5 separate regions of the Mus musculus genome follow, and regions 1, 3, 4 and 5 are each linked to region 2. The links are chromatin contacts, called in public HiChIP or PLAC-seq and promoter capture Hi-C maps. All regions are on one chromosome and are shown on one strand. Each heading gives the region's core, a stretch centred on a gene start, on an enhancer-like site or on the middle of the called end of the contact. The rest is flanking DNA. Distances are from core to core; before and after follow the strand shown. Region 1 holds the start of Slc1a7 (solute carrier family 1 (glutamate transporter), member 7). Region 2 holds the start of Echdc2 (enoyl Coenzyme A hydratase domain containing 2). Region 3 overlaps Slc1a7 (solute carrier family 1 (glutamate transporter), member 7). Region 4 holds the start of Gpx7 (glutathione peroxidase 7). Region 5 holds the start of Podn (podocan).

Region 1 (4,946 bases), core at 824-3,323, 200 kb before region 2:
TGTTAGGAGCTAGTATTCTTTTGCTAGACAGGCCTGGTGTTAAACTGCCTTCCAAAAAGTGATGCTTAGTCCCATTGTCAACCTTAGACAGAGAAACTTCTTTTTGCAGTGGGCACCTGTTGGTGTATAACGGCTCACCACACTGAGAACGAGGGACTGTTCAACACTCCACCCTCTCAAGGCTCAGGGAACATCCTAGGAGAGGAGACAGGAAGGCTGAGAGCTGAAGGGTGGGGCAGAGTACTGTGACACATCCTCTTCAGGACATGGCATGACCACAGCAGCTCTAGTTGTCCCCACAAGACCTGCACAAGATCAAGCTGGGTAACGATTCCAGCATGGGTGGGGGAGGGGTTTAGGAGCTTCGCCCTTAGCTCAGGAGCTATTGACAACTGATGGCTGCTGGGAAGGGGAATGGTTTTTTCATCGGGGTGTGTGTGTGTGTGTGTGTGTGTGTGTGTGTGTGTGTGTGTGTGTGAGTTAGTAGGTTGTCCACACTCCTGCAGGCTATCTGGATTATTTAAAGAAGAAGAAAGAGGAAGAGGAGAGGAGGAGGAGACAAGAAGGTGGGAGGGGCATTGCAGGGGAGGATCCTGGATTGCTCTTGTGGGGGGATGTTGTTAAGTCTCAAACCAGGACAAATGGCTGAGATGCCTATTATCATATCAAAGGTGACACTGGCCCCCAGGTCCTCCCAGCATCCCTCAGTCCCTACTTGTTACAGAATCTTCCTGACAGGCATACCCAACACCCCCCACCCCAGGACTCTCCAATTCAGGGGCTCCCCTCTCACCACCCCCCAGCTCCTCTGGTCCCTAGATAACTCAGCCATTTTGGCTAGTTATCACCAGTCTTTGGCCCAGACCCCTCTTGATCCCAGCTCCTGCCTTGCCCTCCCTCCACCTCTCTCCTCACACAGCCAGGCTCAGTCTGGCTACATCCATCTAGACTCATCCAGATGCCTCTGGCTGTTTTCTCCCTCTTATCTACAGTGAACCTTTCCCTCTACCACACCTGGGAGCAATCATTTTGTCCTCCTTTTTGTTTCTTTTTTTCATTCAGATGTGATCAAGACACATTGTTCATATGTATAAAAAAGAATAAATAAGAATACTTTTAAGGGCTGGTGAGATGGCTCAGTGGGTTAGAGCACCCGACTGCTCTTCCAAAGGTCCGGAGTTCAAATCCCAGCAACCACATGGTGGCTCACAACCATCTGTAACGAGATCTGACTCCCTCTTCTGGAGTGTCTGAAGACAGCTACAGTGTACTTACATATAATGAATAAATAAATCTTAAAGACTCCCTCTTCTGGAGTGTCTGAAGACAGCTACAGTGTACTTACATATAATGAATAAATAAATCTTAAAAAAAAAGAATACTTTTAAAATAAAAAACAGTTCCTGAGGGACATGGGATGGGTCATCTTGGACTTAAAGCCCCTTGGAAGAAAGTTTATTCATTTCCTGTTGTCATTAGGCTGAGGTCAGGACAACTAAACTCAAGTCTAAATTCCTCACAGTGTCACCTGACCCCACACTGCTGAGTGCCAGCTTAGTGACTGTGCCGAGGGACCCAGGCTCTTGGGGTCTCAGTGGTCTCAGATCTCAATGAGGTCATCAAATGGCAATGATGTGGAGACTGGAACCCAGACCCAAAGTGTTGAGGTTGAGCTCCCCCCCCCCCCCTGACTCTCAGTAGCTCACAGGGTAAGCCTGGGCGCATTGTTACTCTTTCCACAGAGGACACCCGTGAATCTGCACTGACAAATTCACACACTCACTCCTGGAGACTGACGTCAGTATGAATCATGCTGACACAATACCATGCATCTAGGACAGCCATCAGATGTCCACTAGCACTACTGAGGTGGGCGGTCACTGGAACCTCGCTGCCTTGCTTCTACATCTTTCCGGAATAGGTGGAGGTGAAGCACCTCTGCTTCCTCTCATGGTGTCTGGTCCCTCCCCTCTTCAAGAGAAGCATTTGGCTTTGAGGACTGGACGCCCCGACCACGTGGCCTGCTCTAATTTCCCAGGCCCTAATCTGCTCCTAGCTCCTAATGATGCAGCTGGTAATAGGATTGTGGCTTCCCTCTGGACGGCTGCACAGACCATGGCTGCAAGGCTGCTGATAGGTGCCTAGGACTCTGTTCACCTGTAAGCAGAGAGGCTTGTGCCTCCAGCCCAGCCCTGGGCCTCATCTGACAGTGCATGGAATGGTGCCAACAGGCTGGGCTCAGCATGGTGCTCGACGCTGTCCTGGCTCGAGGGCGCACAGTGTGTAAGCACAACGGGCTGCTCATCCTGTCTGTGCTCTCTGTCATCGTGGGCTGCCTCCTTGGCTTCTTCCTCAGGACCCAGCGCCTCTCACCACAGGTCAGGCCCCCCCGGGGAGGTGTGGGTCTGCGGGGCTGGGGTTCTTAGAATTGTTACAGTAGGTGAGCCAGGTTGCTTCTTTGGGTCCCAGTGTTCCCATCTATATCGTGGGTGTAAAAACACCCACTGGTGTGAGATGTCAGTAAAATGGCTGGCGAAATGGCAGCAAAGCCACAAAGCCAGCACAGTAAGGTGGCTGGGGACAAAGACGCGCCACTGAAAAAGCATAAGGTTGAGAGCAATGGAGAGGAGACCGGGGGTCTTCAGAGAACACCCCTACAGGTCCCTAACCAGGATCCAGAATGGGTTTCCTATGCGGCAGGACCAGCAGGATGAGGCTCAAGGGTGCATGAAAGTTGGGAGCAATGGGTCAAGCCTTTTATTTGGAGGAGGGCTATTGGAATATACAGGGAAAGTAAGGGGCTGGAGTGTAGAGAGCAAAGGCTGAAAGGTTCCCATCACCAGACACAGGCTTGGGATAACCCTGCAAACCATGGAAAGGAAGAGAGACCTGAAGGATGAACACTTTAGAGTGATCCCTGGGTGCAGAGTGGAAGATGAGGTGGTCGTGGATCAGATGGGGTTGGGGGAAGCTGCAGGGAAGCAAGTGACCCTGGGCTGAAGAGGAGGTGTGAGAACAGCGCTCATGGAGAGGAAACTTCAGGAGGTGTGGCTGGCGGGAAATGGGAGACAGAGTGGTGAGGCTGCCTCATCAATGCATCATCTGGGAAAGATCTTTCTGTGGACCGGGGAAGACCCCGGTGATGTTACATAAGACACTATAGATGCCTGTTCCAACAAGGGAGACACAGTTCAGGACCATGGAGACAGTGTCAAGACCTCCAGCTGGGGAGACAAGCCTGAACTCCCCATGCAGCAGAGACAGGTGGGGTTTACAGCCCAGGCACAGAGGGACAGACAGCTCAGTGGGCAGGAAATGACTATGAAAGGGGACATCAAGAGTGAGGCCCTTGCCTGGTGCAGCAAGGCGGGGATCAAGTATTGAAAAGAGAAGGAAAAAAAATTGGATCAGATCTTGAATTGGATCAGATCTCGAGGGTAAGGGGGTTCTCATCAGATCTACTTAGCAGGGTTTTGGTTATGGTCCCACCATGGAGGCTCACTGAAAAGAGGGCTCTGAGGAATCTGTTTTCAGTGGAGTCTGTCTGTCCAGACCCCATAGATTCTTCATCCTTTAACTCACTGATACATCTCATTGTCTCTGAAGCTGGAGCCAGGCTTCACCCTCTGATGCAATCACTGTTCCACTAAAGGGATGATGGCCCCTCCCCTGGTAACCAAGCAACCTTGATTACCCCCAGAAGTTACTTAGGAAGAGACACAGACTCCTGAAGCACAGGCCTCAGCCTTCAACCCCACAATGGCTGAGCTAAGTCCTCTCTCTACTTTGGCTTTACATTCATTTTCTGTGAGTAAAGGGAGCATGCACATCTTCTAGCATTGTTGAAAGGAGTAAAGATCGGCAATGTCTGGTATACAGTAAGTGCTTACTGAATGCCACTTCACCCCATCTCTCATCTCCCTGCCAAAGCCTGTCTGTGATGGTTGACCTCTCTGATTTAGAGTCAGGATGGAAATACTCCCCTGGGGAAGTATAAGAGGCTGTCCCCAGAAAGGTGTAACTTTCTGTTCCAGAAAGGAAAAACCCACCTGCAGTGAGAACAGCCCCATCCCATAGGGGGTGGGGGGCTGGAGTAGATAAAAGGAGAAAGCAAGCTGGCACCAGCTTGCTTCCTGACTCTGCTTCCACCAGCTTCCTGGTGTTCTTGCATTTGTGCCTTCCCGGTGAGCGCCTGGATCTTTTACTGTGAACAGAAATGAACCCTCCTCCCTTTACGTAGCTCTGCTAGCTGGTTGGTCACTGCAACTAGAGAAGCAACAAATGCACTTAGCCTACACTGGAAAGTACCTGTTCTAAGACAAGTGGCCATCTGAGATGTGAGTCCTGCCTCAAGTTTCCTTCTGTGCACTTTCCTCCCCGGTGGCACTGTAACTGCCTGCCGCCCTGTTCCACGCTCTTTAAATGGGTGTCTGTTTCTCCCACAAAACTGGGTCTGCCAAGCTACTCCAGGTTTCTCTGTCTTTCTGTCTCTGTCTCTCTGTCTCTCTGTGTGTATACATGTCTCTCACACACCAGCACACATGTAGAGGTCCCAGGACAATTGCAGAAGTAGGTTCCGTCCTTTCACAATGTGGGATCCAAGAACTGGACTCAGGTTGTTAGGATCTTGCTGGCTGCATGGATTTTCTCCACCCCAAGATATGATCCGCGAGGAGCATAAGGCACAAAGACCACAGATGTGGCCCAAAAGAAAGCAGTTGGGCCCTGGTGCTCCTCCACCTTCACTCAGGCTCTGGAGCGGCAGCTATCTATCCTGGGAGATCATCATGTATTTCACGAATTGGACTTCCTATTAGTAAAAGCCAAATCATTTGGGACCTCCTGTGTCCAAGCCACCCTCCCCACCTTCTTAGATGTGTGGGTGCGCTCAGGTCTGGACTAACCTGCCAGATACATTGAAGGAGGCTGTGGATAGAATCTGAATA
Region 2 (4,892 bases), core at 1,523-4,022:
CTCTCCAGCCCTGGTTTCTTTCCTCATTATTACTTCCATTTGAAACAATCTTTTATCTTCAAATGAAACAGATTTGCTACTGGACAATTCGAAGAATTTCTTTACTTTTTCAACCTTATTTAACAAAAATACATTTCATATTTGTAATATTTATATTTCCTTTTATGTGATGATTTCTTTCTGTTTTGTCTTTAGAAAACCTTTCTTTCTCTCTTTCTTACTTACTTCCCTTCTTTCTTTTTTTCTTTAGATTTTAGAGACATGGTTTCTCTGTGTAGCTCTGTCCTGGAACTCACTCTGTAGACCAAGCTGGCCTCGAACTCAGAGATATACTTGCTTCTGCCTCCCAAGTACTGGGATTAAAGGTGTGCGCCACCACCACTGGGAAACATTTCTCTTAATGAAATAACTATATTCCAATGAAAACCCTGGATGCTGTACTGGAGCCATTGTGAACAGTCTTTGGTACATTTCTTTATTTTCTTCAGATTGGGGATGGGAGCAAGATACTTCTGTCTCCCTGCTGTCACCGTGGTTACATAAGTCTTTTACTGTGAAATTAGTCCTTGTCTTAACTGAAATCAAGTTGAATTCCAAGAACAACAGAACCTACCAAGACCACCCTCAGAGGAGGGCAAGGCTGTGTACTAGAGCACACCCATTGTCTCTTAGCAGCTGATTCACCCCCCTCCCCCCAAGCAACAGGGATTCTTTTGAACTTTTTGAAGAACCATAAGAGTGATCAATCAGTTAGCATGGTGGCACATACCTTTAATCCCAGCACTTGGGAGGCAGAGGTAGGCTAGTTTCTGAGTTCGAGGCCAGCCTGGTCTACATCATGAGTTAACTTACATAGGTCCCGTGATGACTAAAGAGACTGATACAGAGCCAGGCATCCCTTAAGGACTGTTTACCTTTTGCTCTGGAATGCCTTAGAGATTCCAGTGACCTTCAGGTGTGATAAGAAAAAGAAAGTGGAGTCATAAGGTGGTGGCCCACGCCCTTAAAACCTACCCTTGGGAGGCAGAGGAGGATCTCCAGGTTCAAGGCCACTGATCTACAGAGTGAAAGTCAGGACAGCCAGGGCGACACAGAGAAACCCTGTCTTGAAAAGCCAAACCAAACGGAAAGAACAGGATAATGGACTGTGAGGCATTAACAAACTGCCTTTGCTTCTGTAAAGTCTGCTTAGCATTGTGGGAGAGGGGTGAAATGCCTTTTGTTACTATGTATCAGGAAGGAAGGATTTTCCCATGCAGCTCTGAGGTCCAGGGATCTTTGTAATGCATACTTTTCTGATGTCTGCCCTTAGAACCTCCCTAACCTCCACTTCTGCAAGGCACACATTGTTGGCACTAAGAACTGCCAGTCCTTCTGACTAGCACTAGAAACAAACTCATCGAATTTGAATGTGAATTGGGTCTAGAGCTTGTAACTCTTGCACGTACCCTTAATCGATATCCAGCTCCCACGTGATGGCTCACAAATGTCTGTAACTCCAGTTTCAGATGACACCTCTATGGCTCTGTGGGCTCCAGGCTAACTTGTGGTACACATGCACACATAGGCAAAGCACTCATGCACAAAAAATACAAATAATTTTTTTAGATTAAAAGACTTTAAAAAATTGAGTCAGGGTCTGATTAAATAACCCTGGCTGCCTTTAAGTCACAGCAATCTGCCTGTCTTTCCAGTTAAAAAAGCAAAGACTGTCTGCCCTCTCTCTGTCACTGGAAACCAGGCACACAAGTGGTACACAGGCAAACCCTTCACACAACATAAAGATAGACAAAGTCATCTTGTCTGATATTCACATAGCCATTCCTGGTCTGCAAGAATTCTCTCTCTCCTCTGACTCTGTCTCTGTCTCTCTCTGTCTGTCTCTCTCTCTGTCTCTGTCCTCTCTCTCTGTCTCTCTCTCTCTCTCTGTGTGTCTCTCTCTGTGTCTCTCTCTGCCTCTCTCTCTCTCTCTCTCTCTGACAGCGTCTCAGTGGAGCTCCCTGGCTGACCCAAAAATCAATATGTAGACTAGGCTAGCTTTGAACACAGAAATCTGCCCGAGATCTGGGATTAAAGTCATAGCACCCAGCTTCTTCTTCAGTTTGCTAAACGTGGGATTCTTGACAAACAGGGTTTTGGGTCTTTTTGTTTTTTGTTTTTCCTTTTAGCAGTTTGAAAATAGATTGTATAGTTTGCTGTGTTATTTCGTTTTGTCTGCCACAGGGTGGTCTTCAGATCACTGCGTAGCTACGAATGATCTCTGGCTGTTTGTGGTTCTGTTTGACGGAGACACTCTTCTCCCGCTGCTCCTACACATACGAAAATCAGTGGCTTGAGTTTTACTATTAGATGGCCTGACAAAGCACCCATATCTTGACTGTTCACCCCAGATGCTTGGTTGATTTACCCTGGATTGCCCTTCTTTCCTCTGCAAAGGAAGGCTAGGTGGCCGGTGGAGGACAGAAACTGGCAGTTCATAACTGTGAGCCAAAGTTCTTAGTTAAACTGGGAGGGGCCAGACGCGATCTTACAGCCTCTAGGACAGCAGACCTTGTCAGTGGGTGCAGACCACCCCACAGTGACTGATGAAATGACATGATCTGAGGGTACACGTGAAGAAAGTGCACACAACACATTCAGTTTTGGACACCACCTTCCTAGCCGTGCATTCGGATTAAATCTGCAGCATTCCCAGATTTCACGAAGGAGCTGAACTTGGGGTCTGCAGGCTCGCGGACCGCCGCACCTTTCTCTCCGCCCGTAGGTGGAGCCCTTGGCGAGGCCTCGCCCGCCCCGGAACTACGATTTTCCAGCTCTGCCGAGGAGGTCCCGTTCTCCGCGCCACCTTGCCGGCCTGCTCCCCGATGCTACGCGTACTGCCCCGCGCGCTGCGCCTCCCGTGCTCCTGGAGGTTCTCGGGGGCCCGGGACTGCGCCTCTCACGCGACGACCAGGACACCCGAAATCCAAGTGCAGGCTCTGACAGGTCCCAACCAAGGTAAAGTTGTGTGCTGAGACCCAACACATGGGAAGACTGAGGCGGGAGAGCAGGAGGATTGGATCTCAGGGCTCCCAGGGTAGAAGGGGAGCTCCCCAAACTCTCTAGAGGCCCGGGGAGGTGTGGAGCCGAGAGGAGAGCTGGGAGCAGGGCTGTGCGCCAGGAGATCAGGACAACAGTGCTAGCCAGGACTTTTCCCTCTAGAGCCTTGGCAATGATCGGGGACGGGGGTGGGGGGTGGGGGTGGCGGCGGAGCAAATCTGGCTGGACCTGAGGGGACAACCAGAGAGGGAGGGACGGTCCACAGGGTCCACGGACACACAGGGAAACTTCACAACCATCGGCGGCAGCAAGGTCTTTTATTGTACAAAAATACGCTGTGAAGCGTGGGTATGTTTGTTTGGACCTCAGGTGCGTTAGCTGGGTGCGGATCCTTCTCCAATGTAACCTCATCCCATCTCCGTTCCCATGTTGGATATTGTATTGTTCCTGTCTCTTCCTGTTCTTCTGTTTTATTTGTCTCCCCCTCCCCAAAAACAAAAACAAAAACAAAAACAAAAAACAAAACAGGGTTTCTCTGTGTAACAGCCCTGGCTGTCCTGGGGTTCACTCTGTAGACCAGGCTGGCCCTGAACTTCAGAGATTCACTTGCCTCTGCCTCCCAAGTACTGGGATTAGTGGTGTGTGTCACCACTGTCCCGCTTATTTACTTTTTTTTTTTTTTAAGAGTTATTTATTTATTTATTTATTTATTTTGAGACAGGGTTTCTCTGTGTAGCCCTGGCTGTCCTGGAACTCACTCTGTAGACCAGGCTGGCCTCGAACACAGAAATTCGCCTGCCTCTGACTCCCAAGTCCAAGTGCTAGGATTAAAGGCATACGCCACCACGACTGGCTTATTTATTTATTTCATGTATGTCGGTACACTGTCTCTTGTTTTCAGACCCACCAGAAGAGGGCATCGGATCCTATTACAGATGGTTGTGACCCACCATGTGGTTGCTGGGAAATGAACTCAGGACCTCTGGAAGAGCAGTCAGTGCTCTTAACCTCTGAGCCATCTCTCCAGCCCCTTATTTACTATTTTTATTACTGAATGTGAGTGGTTACATTTGCCACTGGGCACATTTTTTAAAAGGTCATTTCTTATCTCCTTTGCTGGCCTCTCTGTCTGTGCATCACATGAGTGCCTGTGGAGGCTGGAAGAGGTGTTCTTACCCCAGAACTGGAGTGACAGAGGGTTGTGAACGGCCATATGAGATCTGGGACTTGAACCCAGATTCTCTGGAAGAGCAGCCTGTGTTCTTATCTGTGGAGCCATCTTTCCAGCCTCCACTTGGAGGTCTTGCTGGCCTCTCGAATCAATTTTCACTTGCACAGATGGCATTGCACTGGGCTTTTTATAGCATCTCTTCAAGGCCTGCACCAAATTTCAAAGAGCTGTTTTTCTGAATAAATCTAAACCACCACCTTCCTGCTGATGGATACATCACCCTCTGTGGTGCACATCGGGTTTTTTTTTTTTTTTTTCTGGTTTTTCGAGACAGGGTTTCTCTGTATAGCCCTGGCTGTCCTGGAACTCACTTTGTAGACTCAGAAATCTGCCTGTCTCTGCCTCGGGATGCTGGGATCCAAGGTGTGCGCCACCACACCCTGCTGCACATCATTTTCGGCAGACAGGAAGTACTACCAGTGTCTCACGGAAAGCAGAATAGACAGATAGGGAAAGTTATGGGAATATAGGAAGAGAAAGGATTCCCCCACCCTGGAGTCTGGTTAAAGCCTTTGGGCGAGAGAGAATGAAGAATCGCATCCTGGGGCTTGGCGTGGAGACACACACTTTAATGCCAGCACTTGGGAGTCAGAGGCAGGTGGATCTCCAATTGTACAAGGCC
Region 3 (5,108 bases), core at 352-2,851, 180 kb before region 2:
AGGAAGGCCGGCCCAGAGCGGTTTTATACTATCCTAGGGGTTGTCAGAACAAAGGCGAAGCCTAAGGTCAGGCTCTCTGCAGTGAGGCACATAGGTGAGGTGAGTGAGCAGGGCTGCCAGAGAATCTCCTCCAGTCCTGCCCACCATTGTTCCTTGATCAGTTATCTGGTCCACAATGGGGTTCACAGTGCCAACCTGAATATTGATGTGGAAGCCAGGTGGGGTGCATAGGCAGCCTTCCTCTTCATCAGGAACCTGGCAGACAAGACCTCCCTTCCCCCACCCCTGCAGATTGAAACAGGCTGGGAGCCAGGCCAGCTCCCCGCCATCTCTGTAAGCTAATGTCTCTAATCACCTCAATCTCTTGATCCCCAATCCCTGGACACTCGGTAGTGAACCAGATGGCTTGGGAGGGAGTTGTAGGCCACTGGGCTCCCATCCTCCCTGGGGTTCCTCCTTGGGGCCTTTTACTGGGGCATTGCTAGGAGCACCTACCTAAGCATGGAGTGGGACAGACATGGCTTTTGTCCCTACCCTAAGTCAGGAGGAGTATTTGAAGTCATGTCTATAGGACTGGCTTTTCTGTCTGTAAGTCTTGTTCTAACATCCCATAGCTGGTCAACTTCGCTGTACTTGATTACTCCCTCAGACGGCAGGCTCACCAACAACAACCTACAGGCTGCAGCTATGGACAAGGCAGAACTCTGAGAGCTGAACTGAGAAGGGATTGCATGGGCTGGATCACATGGCAGTCATTATCATCCCAAAGTAGGCCTTAGACCAGAACCAAGAAACAGTGGGCAGAAGGGTCAGGAACTCTGCTCCAATCTTGGTTCTAAAACTTACTTCCTGAGTAGCCTGGCCAGGCGTCTTTCACCCTGAGCTCCATTGTCCCTATGTCAACCCAGAGCCTTCTCAGTATGGTAGCCACTAGGCTATCAAGTACTTGATATACAGCTAGTACATATACTGATTTATTGATTAATTTTAATTAAAATGTAAAGCCTGTGGAAGCATAAAAATTTCACATTGATTATGCATGGCAATAGTTTGGATATAGCAGGTTAAAGTATTATTAAATAGATTTCATATTTCCTCCTCCTCCTCCTCCTCCTCCTCCTCCTCCTCCTCCTCCTCCTCCTTCTTCTTCTTCTTCTTCTTCTCCTTTTCCTCCTTCTCTTTCTTCTCCTCCCCTCCTCTCCTCCTTCTCCTCCTTCTCCTTCTTCTCCTTCTCCTCCTTCTCCTTCTTCCCCTCCTCCTCCTCCTCTTCCTCCTCCTCTTCTTCTCTTTTCTTTTCTTTTTTCTTTGAGACAGGGTCTCACACTGTGGTCTGAGCTGTCTTGGCCTTTTTTAACTTTGTAAAATTAACTAAGAGGCAAGGGGCACAGGCCCTTGCCTATAATTCCAGTACTTGGGAAGTCAAGGGAGGAGATTCCAAAGAGCTTGGGGGCAGCTTCTAAAAAAACTAGTCAACTATTAGTAAATCTAAATGATGAGGAGTGGGTGCCCGGCATCGGGGTTCCTCAGGGTGTCGCTGACTCACAAGGCTGATGAACTGTGAGCGAGTGATATGCAGATCTTTGGGGAACTGAGAGCTCCTGGTAAACCGCAGCTCTATGGCTGCCAGGCAGGGTGTCTGGGCTATGTCTTTCATCACAAGCTCCATTCTGGGTGTAAGAGAGAAATCAGAGAAATAGAAAAAGCCACAGAACCCTCAGATCGTGACTGTGTTTGCATTTCCTCCTGGCTTCCCACAGCTAGGTGTCCACGGTGGTTCCTCAGGAAATCGGGCTCTCATGACACCCTGCACACAATCCTGCAAGTCAGAGAGGAGTCTATTTCCCAGGAGGTTCTGGGGCTCCCTGTTGTTAAATCACTTTTCCACTTTACATTACATTAGGACTGTCTTCATAGTGACAAGTCTGCCCTTTTGGTGGCTGCATAGCACAGTGGTGTATAGACATCTTTGTAGCCATTCTTGGCTACTTTATGGGTTCTTCCTTCTTCCACCCTTCTACATCCCCTTTCTTCCACCCTTTCAACCCCATAATACTAGAGAGAATAGAAAAAATAGAGAGGAAAGGAAAGAGATCCCTGTATAAAGTCAGGAATCAGAAAGGGGGTGATATTATAGTGAGACAACTTTCTGCAGACTGGGGCATCCAGTTCCTTGGCGGGGGGGGGGGGGGGCAGTTTGAGCCTTGCTGTCAGGATATCTAATTATTTCTTCTTCTTCTTCTTCTTCTTCTTCTTCTTCTTCTTCTTCTTCTTCTTCTTCTTCTTCTTCTTCTTCTTCTTCTTCTTCTTTTTCTTCTTCTTCTTCTTCTTCTTCTTCTTCTTCTTCTTCTTCTTCTTCTTCTTCTTCTTCTTCTTCTTCTTCTTCTTCTTCTCCTTCTCTTCCTCCTCCTCCTTCTCTTCTTCTTCCTCTTCTTCCTCATCCCCCTCTTCTTCTTTCCACATGACTACTTAACAAACCAAAACTAACAGTGACCAACAATGCATTTATATACCCTCTGAAAAGTCCCCAGAATTCCAAATGTCACACAATTGTAGAAACTATCTACTGCTGGCAAAATCAGACCCCTGCTAGAGCACGAGGCAAATCATAGTCAGCTGCCATGGAAAGTCTGAAGCAGCCTCATACCCCACACCTGAGATTAAAACAAAAACATGGTCTTATAATATTTACTGAGGTGGGGTTGGGTTTTTTTTGTTTGTTTTGGGGGGGTGTTTGTTTGTTTGTCTTTTAGAAACCAAAACTCCAAAATTGTTGCTACACATCTTTTCATCTTAGGACCAAAAATTTAGCTTCTGCCCATTTCAGAGGCTTCAGGAGATGCACAAATCACCCTGGAAATCCCCCTGCCTCAAACCTTGGGAATGTTTCACCCTGTCCTCTCTTCTCTTAGGCAGACATTGTGAAACATGCCATCTGGGAAGCAGTGGTCTGCTCCCTCTCCTCTGCACCCCTGGGGACCTCCCAGTCCGCCTTGACTCGACATTCAAGGCCACATACAATCTAGTTCTGTCCTATAACCACACCTTACCCAGCACCTGAGCTCCGACTTCACTGAGCAGCACAGTGTCCCCACACTTTAAAGTCTCCTGTGTCTTCTGCTACCCACTCCTGTAGGCCCCATCTCCAAATCTTGGAAGAACCAATTCCAATGCTGCTGCCTTCAGGAAGCCCTCCCTACAACCTCAACTAGAGTTCTCTCCCCTAATAGCAACTGCCCTTGCTGCCTTCCTCATTATACTGATTTGTCCTACTTCTGCAGTTCTTGTGTCCCCTTGTGTCCTGGTGCTCTTGTCTGTCACTTTCCCTGTTTCCTGCAGAGTAACTACTTCCTGAGGTCTGGGACAGCATCCAGACGCAGACGCAGACAAGCTTAGAGCTGGCCCGAGTTCTGGTCTAGCAGGGCGCTAATGTGGTGAATTAGGGCATACCCTCTCTCAGGGACTGGCTTCCCTATGGCCTACAGCATGTGGGCCTGACCACAGGGTTCTGTTGAGGGAGGGCAGAAGTAATCTTTCTTGGATAATGGTCACAGCAGCCTTGTTTCCTCTGGCCGGCAATCCCATTACTGGCCTTTGGGATTTATGTCTGAGACCAACCCTAAGCCCATTGCTAGCATATGGCATCCTGGCAGAGGAGGAGAATGGAGATTGGGCATCTTCCTCCACCCCTCCCTCCTCCCTCTCTCCCACCCTCCCGTTCTCCTTCCCTTCTCTCTACTACCCTCTGTGGAATCATGATGCTCTGGGCCTGCCCTGGACTGGCTCACCCACGTTGTTCAAACTCCAGCCTACCCTCCTCCTGACCCAGGGTTTAGTTCCAGATAAAAGACATACACACCGTTATATTTACAATAAACCTTAAATAGCACAAGAGCTGGGCAGATACTTCCCTTCTGTGGTATTAGAATCTATTTTTCTATCGATAACCTGAGTTGTTATTTATTACTAGGTTCTATCTGGGCTACTCTTAACTCCAATTGGCCAATCCTTAATTCCAGGGTCATGTTTTCTTGACTCCCAACCCATAGTGGCTTCTTCTTCTTCCTCTTGCACCTTTTTCTCCTCCTGGCTCTCTTCTGATCCCCAGCTCATGAAACCTACATCCCACCTATGTCTCTTCTGCCCAGCTATTGCCTGTTGGCACCTATTTTACCAATCAGAAACAACTTCGGGGCAGGATCACTTGAGTCTATTGAGTCTATGCCAGATAGACTCCAGGTCTTGGGGGCCTGCACTTAGCATTACAATAGACAGCAAGATCAACCTCAACAGGCACCCTATGATGTAACAGCCTAAAGAACTGGGGTGAGGACAGAAGAAAGCACAGGGACCAGGAGAGGAGGCCAGATGTCAGGAGAGGACTCCAGGAGGAGGCATCTTCACCCTTGGTCTAATGGAGGGCCAGTCTATGCCCAGGGCTTAGCGGAACTGCCCAGCTTTCAGGGTTAGCCTGTCTGGAGGGGTGGGAACTGGCTGCTGGGAGGGATCAGGGCTGACATTAGGGAGAACGTGAGGAATGGGAGGATTATCTGCTCTTGTTTACATGATTAAAGCCAGACAAATACTTCCTTTATCTGAAAGAATGAAAGGGCTTTGGAGGAAAATCCTTTTGGCAGCGAAACAAAGCACAGGCATTTCGTTAATTAATCTCTGACTCCTTCCCCCAACAGCAGAGACACCCTCCGTACTGGCCAGGCGAGGAGGTGGTCTGGCTCAGGTTCACTCTGGAAGAGATGTTTCTGTGTTCTCATGTGGGGAGGGGGATCTTGGATCCCTAGATGGAAGAGAGATGCATTTGTCAGAGGTCACATAGGCAGTCAGAGGTCACATGGCCAGTCGTCAGGCGAGGTCACTGTCTCTGCCTTACTCTTAGTTCCTTGAGTAAGCCTGTAGTAGCCACCTGCTCCCCATCCATTGGTGCTGGGCATTGGGGACAGAAAAGTCAGACTTGTCCCTTTCATATGCATCCAATCTTGGGATGGCATTAGGCAGGTAAACATGGTGTGACAACCAGGGTCATGAGAGAAGAGGCTGAAGGCTGAGAGAACCCCAGAATAGATGCCTAACATTGGTGGCATCTTCACGTAACA
Region 4 (4,683 bases), core at 1,342-3,841, 240 kb after region 2:
TTCAAAGCCAGCCGATGGAACTGAGTTATAATGTACTTAGAATGTTGGCAGGAAGGCCACATTTCCAGCTTCTACTCTGTATTATTAAAAGATTAAAAATCCTTTGCCTGTGTGCCCTAGCCCTATCTCCATGGCTGCTTTTGAGACAAGTTGGGGATAATATCATCTGGCTACCCAAACTAGATCATTTCCCGGGGTCAGTCTGGCACGCTGGACACAAATTGCTCAAGCTAGTCTCAGATTCAGCGCTACTAAAATTATGGGTCTTCACCTTGGGGAGCTGCCCTGTTTATTGTAGAGTTCTGGCGTCCTCCTAGCCTGAACTGACTAGATGCCTAGGCTTGATGACCAAGAGTAGTTCCCCATGGCGGTCTGTGGCACATACCTGTAATCCTAGCTCTAAGGAGCTGAGGCAGCAGAATTTCAAAGTGGAGGCCAGCCTAGACAGTAAGACTGTCTCTTAAAAAGAAAAGAAAAAAGAAGCAAAGCAAGGAAAAAATGTTGCATGCCTTTGATTCCTGCATGTAGCAGGCAGAGACAGAGTCAAGTGAATCTCTATGAGTTCAAGACCAGCCTGGCCAACTTGAGCTCATTACCTCACATAGCCGTAGCTGGCCTGCGACTTGCTATGTTGACCAGATTGGCTTTGAACTCACAAATATCTGCTTGCTTCTGCCACCCAAGTGCTAGGATTAATTGTGTGTAGGCTAATTCTATATCCTATACCTTTTAGTATTTTTAAAGCTTTTTTGTTTTGTTTATTTATTTATTTATTTTTGAGACAGGTTTTCTGTGTGTAAGAGCCCTGAGTGTTCTGGAAGATTCTGTAGATCAGACTGGCCTGTAATTCAGAGATCTCCCTGCTTCTGCTTCCCAAGTGCCGGGATTAAAGGCATGCACCACACACCCGGCCTTTTTTTAAAGCTCTCATTGCTATTGGGATTGGCTGGTTCAGTTTTCAGTGCCTTATTTATTGTCTCTTCTCCCTATAAACTTGATTAAAACATGAACGTGTTTTAATCACCATCTGTCTACCTTCATTACAGGCCTTCCCTGACTAGTAAATGGCCTTGCTCTTTGCTGCCGTTTGTCTGGAGTCTTGGATGCTGTCATTGACAAGACCTGTCATCCATACAGAGCGCCTAAAGCTTACCTAATGTTTCTACACTGTTTTCTCTCTTGAAACTTACAGCACACTGGTCAGGGCAAGGACTCTCAGTGTAATCGAGAACAACAAGGCTATTGAGAATAGTTTTGCCCCTAAAGATACTCTTGCTTGCAAGAAAAGCCTACTGAACCATCCAACTCTGGATGATGGGGTCACAAGTCAGTTAGTGTTCAATAGCAGTCTTCACACCAGGATCTCCAACTCCAACTCAAGAGACAAAAGGTTCTTTGAAGGATTTTTAAAAATTAATTAATTACCTTTTTTTTTTTTTTTTTTTTTTTAAAGATAGGGTCTCACCATGTAGCCCTGGCTTTCTGGATCGCCCAATGTAGATAGACACTAAATTGGTCTTGAACTCACAGACTCTCTTCCTTCAGCATGCTGGGATTAAAGGTGTGTGCTACCATGCTCCTCTCTTGAGAAGATTCTTCATCGCACCAGAGTCTCTGAACTTTACAGTTCAAAGTCTCCCTGGCAGTCAGCCTCATCTAACACCGGTTAGTCTAGCAGTTTGTATCTCTCAAGTACCCGCTGCTGAAATCCCTGGTCCACCCTGACCTTTCTTGTTGTTTTGCTTCTGTGTCTGGACTTGGCCAGCTCTCTCTGTCTGGATTGATCTGTCTTGCTCAAGTTTTATTTAAAAGACCCAATCCTGACACACTTCCTTCTTACTGTGATTCGCCTAGTGAGTAGGGCAGGCCCATTAGCAACTCCATCACAACTGCCCTCTAAGGGGTGGGTCTTAGGAGGATCAAGGATGGGAAGGGTGTATAGGGGGTTCTCTTACAACTTGGATTGCTTTCCACTGTTGTATCTTTGCTCTCAGGGCCTGAGGGTGGATTCTAAGAATCATGAAAAGGTCCATTTTTGATGGTCACTCCCTCCACTGCACATTTGTCTCTCTGCGTTCTCATTGGACCCACTGTTACAGGAGCAGAAGCTGGACTGGACCGGCAAAGGGCCATAAAGGCTAGGGTTTCTTTTCCACTTGGGAGAGGCAAAGCGGAGAGCGGAGGGCATTCACCTTCCGGGTGAGATCCTGAGCCTCGCAGAGCGCAGTCAGCGCGGGTGGCTCCTAAGCTGTGCCACGTAGCCGCAGGCCTGAGTGGGCAAGGGTTTGGGAGCGCCGGTTGCACCGATCTCGCGGCTGGGATGAGCAGGGTGGTGTCCGAGCTGTGGCACACCCGAGAGTAGCATCCCCACGGAGCCCCTCCCTCCCCTCCGCGCCAGGCCCGCAAGGAATCGTCACTCACCGAGCCACGGTACTTCTCCAGCGACACCAGCTTGCCCCGGATGTTGACCGCCTTGAAGTCGTAGAAGTCCTGCTCGGATTGCGCGCAGGCCGCGGCCCACAGGAGCAGCCACGCCGTCGCCACAGCTGCAACCATGGTTCACTCCCGAGGTGGCGACTTGGCGAGGGCAAAGACAAGGCGGAGGGGACCCCGCCGTGTGGGGCGGGAGGAGGCGGCCCGCTGGGCAGGACGCGCCCCCTTCTCAGTCGTCTCTGCAGGCGCAGAGTCCCGGCTCTGGACCTCAGTTTCCCTAGCTGCTCTGCGCTGGTTAGCTTCAGATCGCAGGATCCTGTTTTCTTGAGGCTGAGACCAAAATTCGCTCAAACTCAAGCTCAGGGCGCAGAGACTTAATAGGGAGATAGCGGAGAAAAATCTGTGAGGATTAGCTTCTAGTGCCTGGCCTTAGGCGGATCGCTCCACCACTCTGAGCCCCAGTTTCTTTACGGGAATATTACCTAGTGTAGAATTGGGAGTACTGGACTGTAACGGGAAAGTGCTGGAAAACAATTTGATAGCTGAACGATGCGTACAAACTTTAGGTTAATGGATGTAGTGTTTCCCCAAAGTCAGACAAGTGTGGGAGACAAGTCTGCTGCGGTTTGGATTCCAGCAGTGCATGGGGGTTAGGAGAGCTTGCCTATCTAGTCAGTCACTGGATTATTGCCTCCTTACTGGAGGTGCAGCAGGAGCCAAGAAGGCCCGGTATCTCCAGCAGCTGACAGTTAAAAGCTCTTTGTGGACACAAACGTGGGTAGCAGCTGCAATCTCAAGTTAGTGACAAGAGATCTCAATAGCAAGCTACAGCGTTTCCCAGGCGCAGAAAAACGTCTATGACACCCATAAAGGGCCAAGCATCCGGTGGCGACTTAGTATGAGTTAACACACATTTGGAGTACCTGTTCTATGCCAAGTTCAGCTCTAGCCCCCCACCCCCCACCCCCCACCCCCCACCCCCACCCCCCGTGCAGTGAGGGAAAACATGTGGGCTTCCTATTCAGAGGGAGATAGGACACTAAAAATTTTACAGTTAACTCCAAAACTACAGTTGTGGCCGGTACAGTACCACCTAATAAAGTCGAGGTTGTGTGTGGGCAAACGAAAGGAGGTTTGAACTGAACTCTTGACAAATGAATAGAAATTATTCAGGTAAAAGCAGAAAGTTGTACAAGGCCTCCTGGGAGAGTGAAACATGATACAATGGGCAACAAAGACTAGTTTGGCTGACATGAAAGTACGCTTGGGGGTGGGGGAGGGGAGGTAGTCGTGAGGCCACACAGCCTCCGAGGGCCACAATAAAGTTTACAGGCTTGCCCTACATGATAGCCAATGTCTTTAATCCCAGCATTTGGAGGACAGAGGCGGGCAGATCTCTGAGTTAGTGGGCAACCTGGTCTATATAGTACCAGGCCAGCTGTGTGTGACTTAATAGGGAGACATCGTATTAAAAAAAATTACAAGCCTTAAACTAAGAAATAAAGTTTTGGGTTTTTTTTGTTGTTGTTGTTGTTTGTTACTATTAGCTAAAGCATCTTAGTGAGGCCCACATATAGCAGATAGATCCCTCTGGCTTTTTTGTGGTACTCAGACAGGAAAAGGCAGGAGCAGATGCTGGAAAGAAGAGACCGAGGAGCTTTAAGGTCCGGTGATGATCACAGCAGAGAACATAGTGGGAGAGGAATGGGAGTTAAAGTTGGGCAGGTTTAGTGAAGGCTTGGGGGGGGGGCGGGGGGGGGGAGCAGTGAGGGGAGGGGTTGGCTGCTTGGATTAAGAAGGGGTGAGGCAGATGAGCCTGGGGGAGTCTTCAGGGCCAGCTGGGGAAAGGCTATGAGTGCCACATCACAAGGCTAGCAGAGTTGTTTGTACACAAGGTGACATGGTATGATCTGAACTCCCAGCCCTCAGATTTCAGAGTATGCTATCTTTCTCCACCACCAACATGGCTTCTCTCTGCAGGAGCAGACTACTTGGCCAGTAGAGGTGGGGTACAGGACAAAGGTGCTCCAGGCAAGGTGAAGGCCTAAGCAAGCTTCCCTACCCTTCTGCCTCCTTATCTTTTGGGCGTCGTGAGGCTTAAGATGGTCTTGTTAGCGTAAGCAGTGAAGCTGACAGTAATGTATAGTTGTCCATTTCCACAGCTGCCTTGCCCTCCAAGGAAAGCCCATGTCTGGATCCTCCCTGTGACCTTTCTTCGTACACAAGATACTCAGTAAATGTTTATTTTTT
Region 5 (4,876 bases), core at 1,017-3,516, 130 kb before region 2:
GCTGAGCCTCCCCTGATTCCAGGAGTGGAACGAATTTGTGAAAGGCAGAGGAGAAAGGCCTACAATATCATCTGTTCAGATTCCCTGCTGCACTGCGATTAAAGGCATGCGCCTCCATGTCCTGTACAAATAATTTGTTTTTTGTTTTATAATGTAACTGTTTTATAACTGTGTTGAGAGAGAGAGAGAGAGAGAGAGAGAGAGAGAGAGAGAGTGTATGTGTGTGTCAGGAACAGGAGAGATGGCCCACCTGTTAAGAGCAGTGCTCTGCTCACAGAAGACTGAGCCCAGCACTCTCTGGGATGACTCACAACCACCTGTAACCCCAGCTCTGGGGGATCTGATGCCACTGGCCCTTGCCAGCACCTGCACACACAAACACACAATTAAAAAGGAGGAAAGCAAGGGCACGATGGCCCAGCCAGTCATGGTTAGTGGCCTGCCTCCAAGCCTGATAACCAGAAGTTCAATCCCAGGACCCACGGAGGAGCAGGAGACAACCAATTCTGGCAAGTTGTCCTCTGACTCCCACACACGCTGTGTGGCGTGCACATATGAACACACACACACACAATAAGTAAATAAATAAATAGATTAATTAATTAATCAATTAAAGTTAAGACTAGGACTAATGGTTATCTTCTGCTCATAGCCCCAAGCTGCTCTTGAAGGCTGAGTAGGAGTTCCCCCAAGTGAACAAAGCGGGTGGAAACCATGGACAAGGTGTGGAGTAGTGGCAGGAAAGAGGCAGGTGTGTTGAAGCATGTAAACGGGGAATAGAAATTGGCTGTGAAAGCACAGCTTGCCGAGGGCATCAACCACCATGGCAGGACGTTAGTGATAGAGGGTCGTCAGGGTTCCAATAAGTCATGATCAACACTCTTTGTATGGCTCCAACAAGCCTACAGGTGCCACCTCCTACCCAGGATTCAGACGGAAGGGACAAAGAGTAGCTCTCATGGTGCACAGGTCATTGACTCTGACATCTGACACTTCTTACCTTACACACCGAAGACTGGGCCAAGGGCTCCGAGAGTGTACGGAAGGGGGCAGAAGCCCCAGACCAGTCATTGATGACTTTTTCCAGAGCAGCCCGGGCCCTTCCCAGTGGTGTTCGCCCTGTGAGCCCGGGATCTGGTCATTTGGGCTTTTCCAGGGCAAAAGGGAGAGGTGGAGAAGGAAAGGCCTACCCAGGGGTCTGCCCAGCAGACCAGGTGCCTCTTCGTGCCAGGCAGAGCGCGGTTGCACCTCCCCCAGCAGACATGCAGGCTGCTAATGCTCATCCTCCTGCCACCTCTTGCACACCTGCATCCTAGCCTGGGCGACAGCCCTCCCTGCACGCCTTCTTCAGCAGCAGCTGCCTCCCAACCCGGGGCCCCAGCACTGGAATCCCAAGCCGACCCCACCCCCTTCTTCCACCTGACTGCAGGTCAGCTATTCCAACTCACCCATCCCGGTCCACCCCAACCCCCACCCTGCACCAGGCTGATAGTGGTTCTGAGACCCACACAACCTGGGGACGACCGTGCTCCTTGCCCTGTCCCTTTCTGTGTTCCGCTGGAAGCAGCTGCCTAGACGGAATGGTCGGAGTGCAGTGCCCTGTGTTAGTTAGACTGCACCTAAACTGCCGAAACCAAGTTCCGCTGCTTGACTGTGCGCCTCACCTGCCCTGGCTCCCTGGGGACTGATATCTGCCTTTCTGTGCTTGTTTCTGTATGTAAAGAGGTCGGTGTTGGACTCGGTGAAGCCCCCGACAAACTGACGTGAAAAGACGCAGGATGCCCTGGGTCCCAGTTCTCGGTGCAGAGGTTCAGGCCCCTTCCCAGTTCCACCTGCCCCCACAGTCCCTGTCACCCGCCCGTGTGCCTCCACCTCCCCTCCCCATCCGCTCGCAGATTCTTTCCAGATGTGCGCAGCGGGAGGAGCCCGAAGGCAGGGACTGAATATCGAGTAAAAAAAGGGTCCCCTGCCCCTTGCTCCGGATCCCGCAGGGGGGCCGCCACCCCATATGGAGGTGTGCCTAACCGTGCCCCTTGCGCGGGGTCCGCCCGACAGGGTGGGATACGGCGATCCTCCCCTATCGCGGCTGTGGCAGTGGGAGCACGGCGGGATGTCAGAGAGAGCTGCCCGGGCGCAGCCGGTGGCCCGTGGTCCCTCGGCTCACCGGCTGCCCGCGTCCTACCTGCCGCTGCGCGCCGCGCCGTGGGCGGAACAGGCTCGCGGGTGTCCGCTGCGCTCCGCGGGCGCCGGCTCCTGTCATTCAAGTCGAGCCGTGGGCGCAGCGAGCCAAGTTTTGTTGTGGGTTCTCTCTCCCCGCCTCTCCCCCGGCCCCCGCCCCGCGTGCATCTGCCGGACGCCGGCCTCTCCCGACACAGGCGCAGGGTCCCGCTGGGCGCCGAGAGGGAGGGCCGAGCCCACGGCGCCGGGCTTGGCGGGGGGCCCACTTCCCGGGAGCTCGCGCCGCCGCCCCGGCCGGCCGCAGCACCACGCCCCCAACACCGGGTGCCTCCAGCGCACCACCTCCGCCTGCCAGCCTGCGGGCTGGGACCGCACCCAGGCAGGCCCCCCGCACCTGAGGAGAACCGAGAGGGCTCCTTCCTTCCAGTTCCTCCGCGCTCAGCTTCTTCCTCAAGGAGTTTGCAACCTTCCCGGGCACAAGTACCTTCCCTGTTCCCTCTCCCACCCTAGGGTCCGGAGCATGGCTAATGCTGCGTCAGCCAAGACCCTTCTGGACCCCTTCCTGTCAAAATTCCTCCTTCTCCTCCCCACCATCCACCCTCACTCCACTGGCCCTGGGCCCACAACTTGGTGAACCTTGAAGGAGAGTTAAACTGGACCGGAGTCTTCAAGCACACAGGTTCTAGTCGCGGAGAAAGCAAGGGACTGAGCAGGGAGCACTCCATATTGCTCCCAGGAGCTGAAAATGGTTCCAAGCACAGGCACATTAAGTACTAGCAGCTGAAGCAACACTGTTTGGCGCCAAGGGCTTCGTGGTGGAAAGGCGGGTGAGACTGGGTTTGGGTGCTACTTGGCACCTCTGCTGTGAAACAAACCTGTCTTCTACGTGCTGTGGCCTTTGGGCAGGACCTACTTGGCTCTCGGAGAGGGATAAAGATAATAAATCAAATGTGGAACCACTTGGCCACCTAAACTGCCGAGACCCTAAAGGGCTCTGGTTAAAGTGGCTGCAGACCTTTCCCTCCTGTGCTGCCAGGCAGTCAGTTTATATCTCCATGCATTAGTCTCTAGTCCTTACAGCCCTGCAAAGGAAGATTATTTCCCCATCTAATAAGTAAGGATGTGGCCTGTGCTTGGCTGCGTAACTAACATCATCATTCGGAGCTGGGGTTCTGGCCCATCTACCCATTGCAAAAGTCGTCTGTGATGCAAACAGGCAGGTAGGTAGGGATAGAGCCTGTGTTTGAACCCACAGCCATCTGTTTCCATTACCCATCACTGAAGAACTTAACACGAATGGGAAAGGGAAATATTTTGCCTTCTTTGGCCTCAAATTCCAATCTTCTCTGAGCTCAAACTTGAAAGTTGGTATGATTCACAAGATTGGACAGGGCCCAACAGAGATGCATCTTGTGTTTTCTGGACAGAGCCTAGATTCAAGTGGAGCTAAAAGAACTGGATTCTATTGGCTGGTTTACCCATGAACCAAAAATCTTCTAGAACAAGAAAAATCAGCACATGCTGAGTGCCAACGAAGTGCCAGGCACTGTCCTTAAACATCCTGGCCAGCCCTGTGGGGGAGGTACGGTAGAATACACCTGGAAGGGTCAGGGTGTTTTAGGGCTAGGCACTTAGAACACTACACACTCACTTCTGCTACCATCAAAACTAGCTCTGCCAAGCCAGTGCCCACACACGTACTGTGTCTGTGTGGTGCTGAAGGCACCAGCTACATTACAGCCTGGAGGGATTGTGAGTGTCTCAGGAGGAAACGGAGGTGACCCTCCGGCCTTCAGAAGGGATGGGTACCCAGCTGACTACCTGTGCACTTCGGCTCCTTCATGCTGCTTCTCAGAGTCAGCATCTGTTCAGTCTAAGATCACTACAGTGTATGGGGTCAAGTAGACCTGGGCCCAAAGGGAAATGCATTAAAAACTGTCTACATTAAACAGAAAAATTCCAGGTCTTCTCTGCACAGCTCTGGTCTCACAGTAAGTCCAAAAAAAAAAAAAAAAAAAAAAAAAAAGACAGCTGCTTTTATAAGACTGTTATCCAGACCTGACTGAACTCCAAGAGATGTCCAATAGAAACACAGACTAATATCAAGGGGCATGCCTGTTATCCTAGCATTTAGGTGGCTTGGGCAGGAAGACAGCAAGTTTGAGGCCGCTGGACTATACAGTGAAGTTCTGTCTCTAAAAGGGGTGGGGTGGGGGTGGAGAGATGGCTCACCAGGTAACACGTGCTGCACAAGCCTAATACCCTGAGTTCAGGTCCCCAGAACCCATGTAAAAGCCACACACTGCAGCTCATATGTCTGTAACTCTAGAGCACTCTGACAAGGAGATGGAAGTAGACAGAATCCCCAAAGCTGTCTCAGCAAGCACAAGGTGAGGGAGGGCTCACACTGGAGTTTGTCCTGGCTCCCTACACTCACACTCTAGCGCCCCATGCCTGAATTAACAGACCAGTAACACACTTATACACTAAGGTCTCTCTTGAAGATGACAAGTGTCGAGAGATAAGGACCTCCTGTACTGCCAGGCCAAGTGCCTTCCAGCTAAAAAGAGAAGGAAGCAACACAAAGACAGAGGGAAGACAGAGCCTGTGGGACATGGAGCTAAGGCTGAAGGACAAGAAGGCTTGCTGGAGTGGGTGTGGGGAGTTGATACTGAAAAGGAGAGAAAAGGAACAGCAC

The links. Promoter capture Hi-C pulls out the DNA fragments that hold promoters and counts their contacts. HiChIP or PLAC-seq counts read pairs in DNA pulled down with a chosen protein or histone mark.
Region 1: an H3K27ac HiChIP or PLAC-seq map of embryonic stem cells shows a contact between it and region 2, with 10 read pairs. The contact joins the promoter of Slc1a7 here to the promoter of Echdc2 in region 2. A contact is called at or near these places in 19 of 39 promoter capture datasets (the 3T3-L1 cell line, the C10 cell line, the HPC-7 cell line and 12 more), 1 of 15 datasets of contacts at CTCF or cohesin (stem cell-derived epiblast-like cells), 1 of 484 Hi-C or Micro-C datasets (bone marrow-derived macrophages), 5 of 115 datasets of contacts at active chromatin or transcription factors (the 230-238 cell line, cardiomyocytes and embryonic stem cells) and 4 of 9 other capture datasets (adipose tissue, liver, macrophages and 1 more).
Region 3: a contact with region 2 is called in a CTCF HiChIP or PLAC-seq map of CD8 T cells, with 5 read pairs. The contact joins the enhancer-like site here to the promoter of Echdc2 in region 2. A contact is called at or near these places in 2 of 39 promoter capture datasets (hematopoietic stem and progenitor cells and hippocampal neurons), 1 of 15 datasets of contacts at CTCF or cohesin (CD8 T cells), 1 of 115 datasets of contacts at active chromatin or transcription factors (embryonic stem cells) and 3 of 9 other capture datasets (adipose tissue, liver and macrophages).
Region 4: a contact with region 2 is called in a promoter capture Hi-C map of embryonic stem cells. The contact joins the promoter of Gpx7 here to the promoter of Echdc2 in region 2. A contact is called at or near these places in 4 of 39 promoter capture datasets (the C10 cell line, embryonic stem cells, liver and 1 more), 2 of 115 datasets of contacts at active chromatin or transcription factors (both in embryonic stem cells) and 3 of 9 other capture datasets (adipose tissue, liver and pancreatic islet).
Region 5: a contact with region 2 is called in a promoter capture Hi-C map of liver. The contact joins the promoter of Podn here to the promoter of Echdc2 in region 2. A contact is called at or near these places in 9 of 39 promoter capture datasets (the C10 cell line, the HPC-7 cell line, the SN4741 cell line and 6 more), 2 of 484 Hi-C or Micro-C datasets (embryonic stem cells and nephron progenitors), 1 of 115 datasets of contacts at active chromatin or transcription factors (embryonic stem cells) and 3 of 9 other capture datasets (adipose tissue, liver and pancreatic islet).

The regions. Positions count from the first base shown.
Region 1 is chr4:107,966,333-107,971,278 of GRCm38.p6, forward strand. Slc1a7 (solute carrier family 1 (glutamate transporter), member 7) reads left to right here and starts at 2,074. Exons shown (of 11, transcript NM_146255.3): 1 at 2,074-2,378. The coding sequence starts at 2,244.
Region 2 is chr4:108,162,665-108,167,556 of GRCm38.p6, forward strand. It overlaps Echdc2 (enoyl Coenzyme A hydratase domain containing 2), which reads left to right and starts at 2,773. Exons shown (of 10, transcript NM_026728.4): 1 at 2,773-2,997. The coding sequence starts at 2,865.
Region 3 is chr4:107,987,515-107,992,622 of GRCm38.p6, forward strand. All of the region lies in intron 2 of Slc1a7 (solute carrier family 1 (glutamate transporter), member 7), which reads left to right. Among named protein-coding and RNA genes, the nearest start is that of Slc1a7, 22 kb to the left of the region's middle. Within about 2 kb of position 1,602, at least 60 of the 459 cell types and tissues checked have an H3K27ac peak or open chromatin away from gene starts, as enhancers often do. A contact at or near this core is called in CD8 T cells and adipose tissue, where this site is marked.
Region 4 is chr4:108,404,122-108,408,804 of GRCm38.p6, forward strand. It overlaps Gpx7 (glutathione peroxidase 7), which reads right to left and starts at 2,592. Exons shown (of 3, transcript NM_024198.3): 1 at 2,422-2,592. The coding sequence starts at 2,556. It overlaps Gm32297 (a long non-coding RNA gene), which reads left to right. Exons shown (of 6, transcript XR_003955247.1): 5 at 1,454-1,665; 6 at 1,995-2,426.
Region 5 is chr4:108,029,688-108,034,563 of GRCm38.p6, forward strand. Podn (podocan) reads right to left here and starts at 2,267. Exons shown (of 13, transcript NM_172874.4): 1 at 2,183-2,267; 2 at 251-366.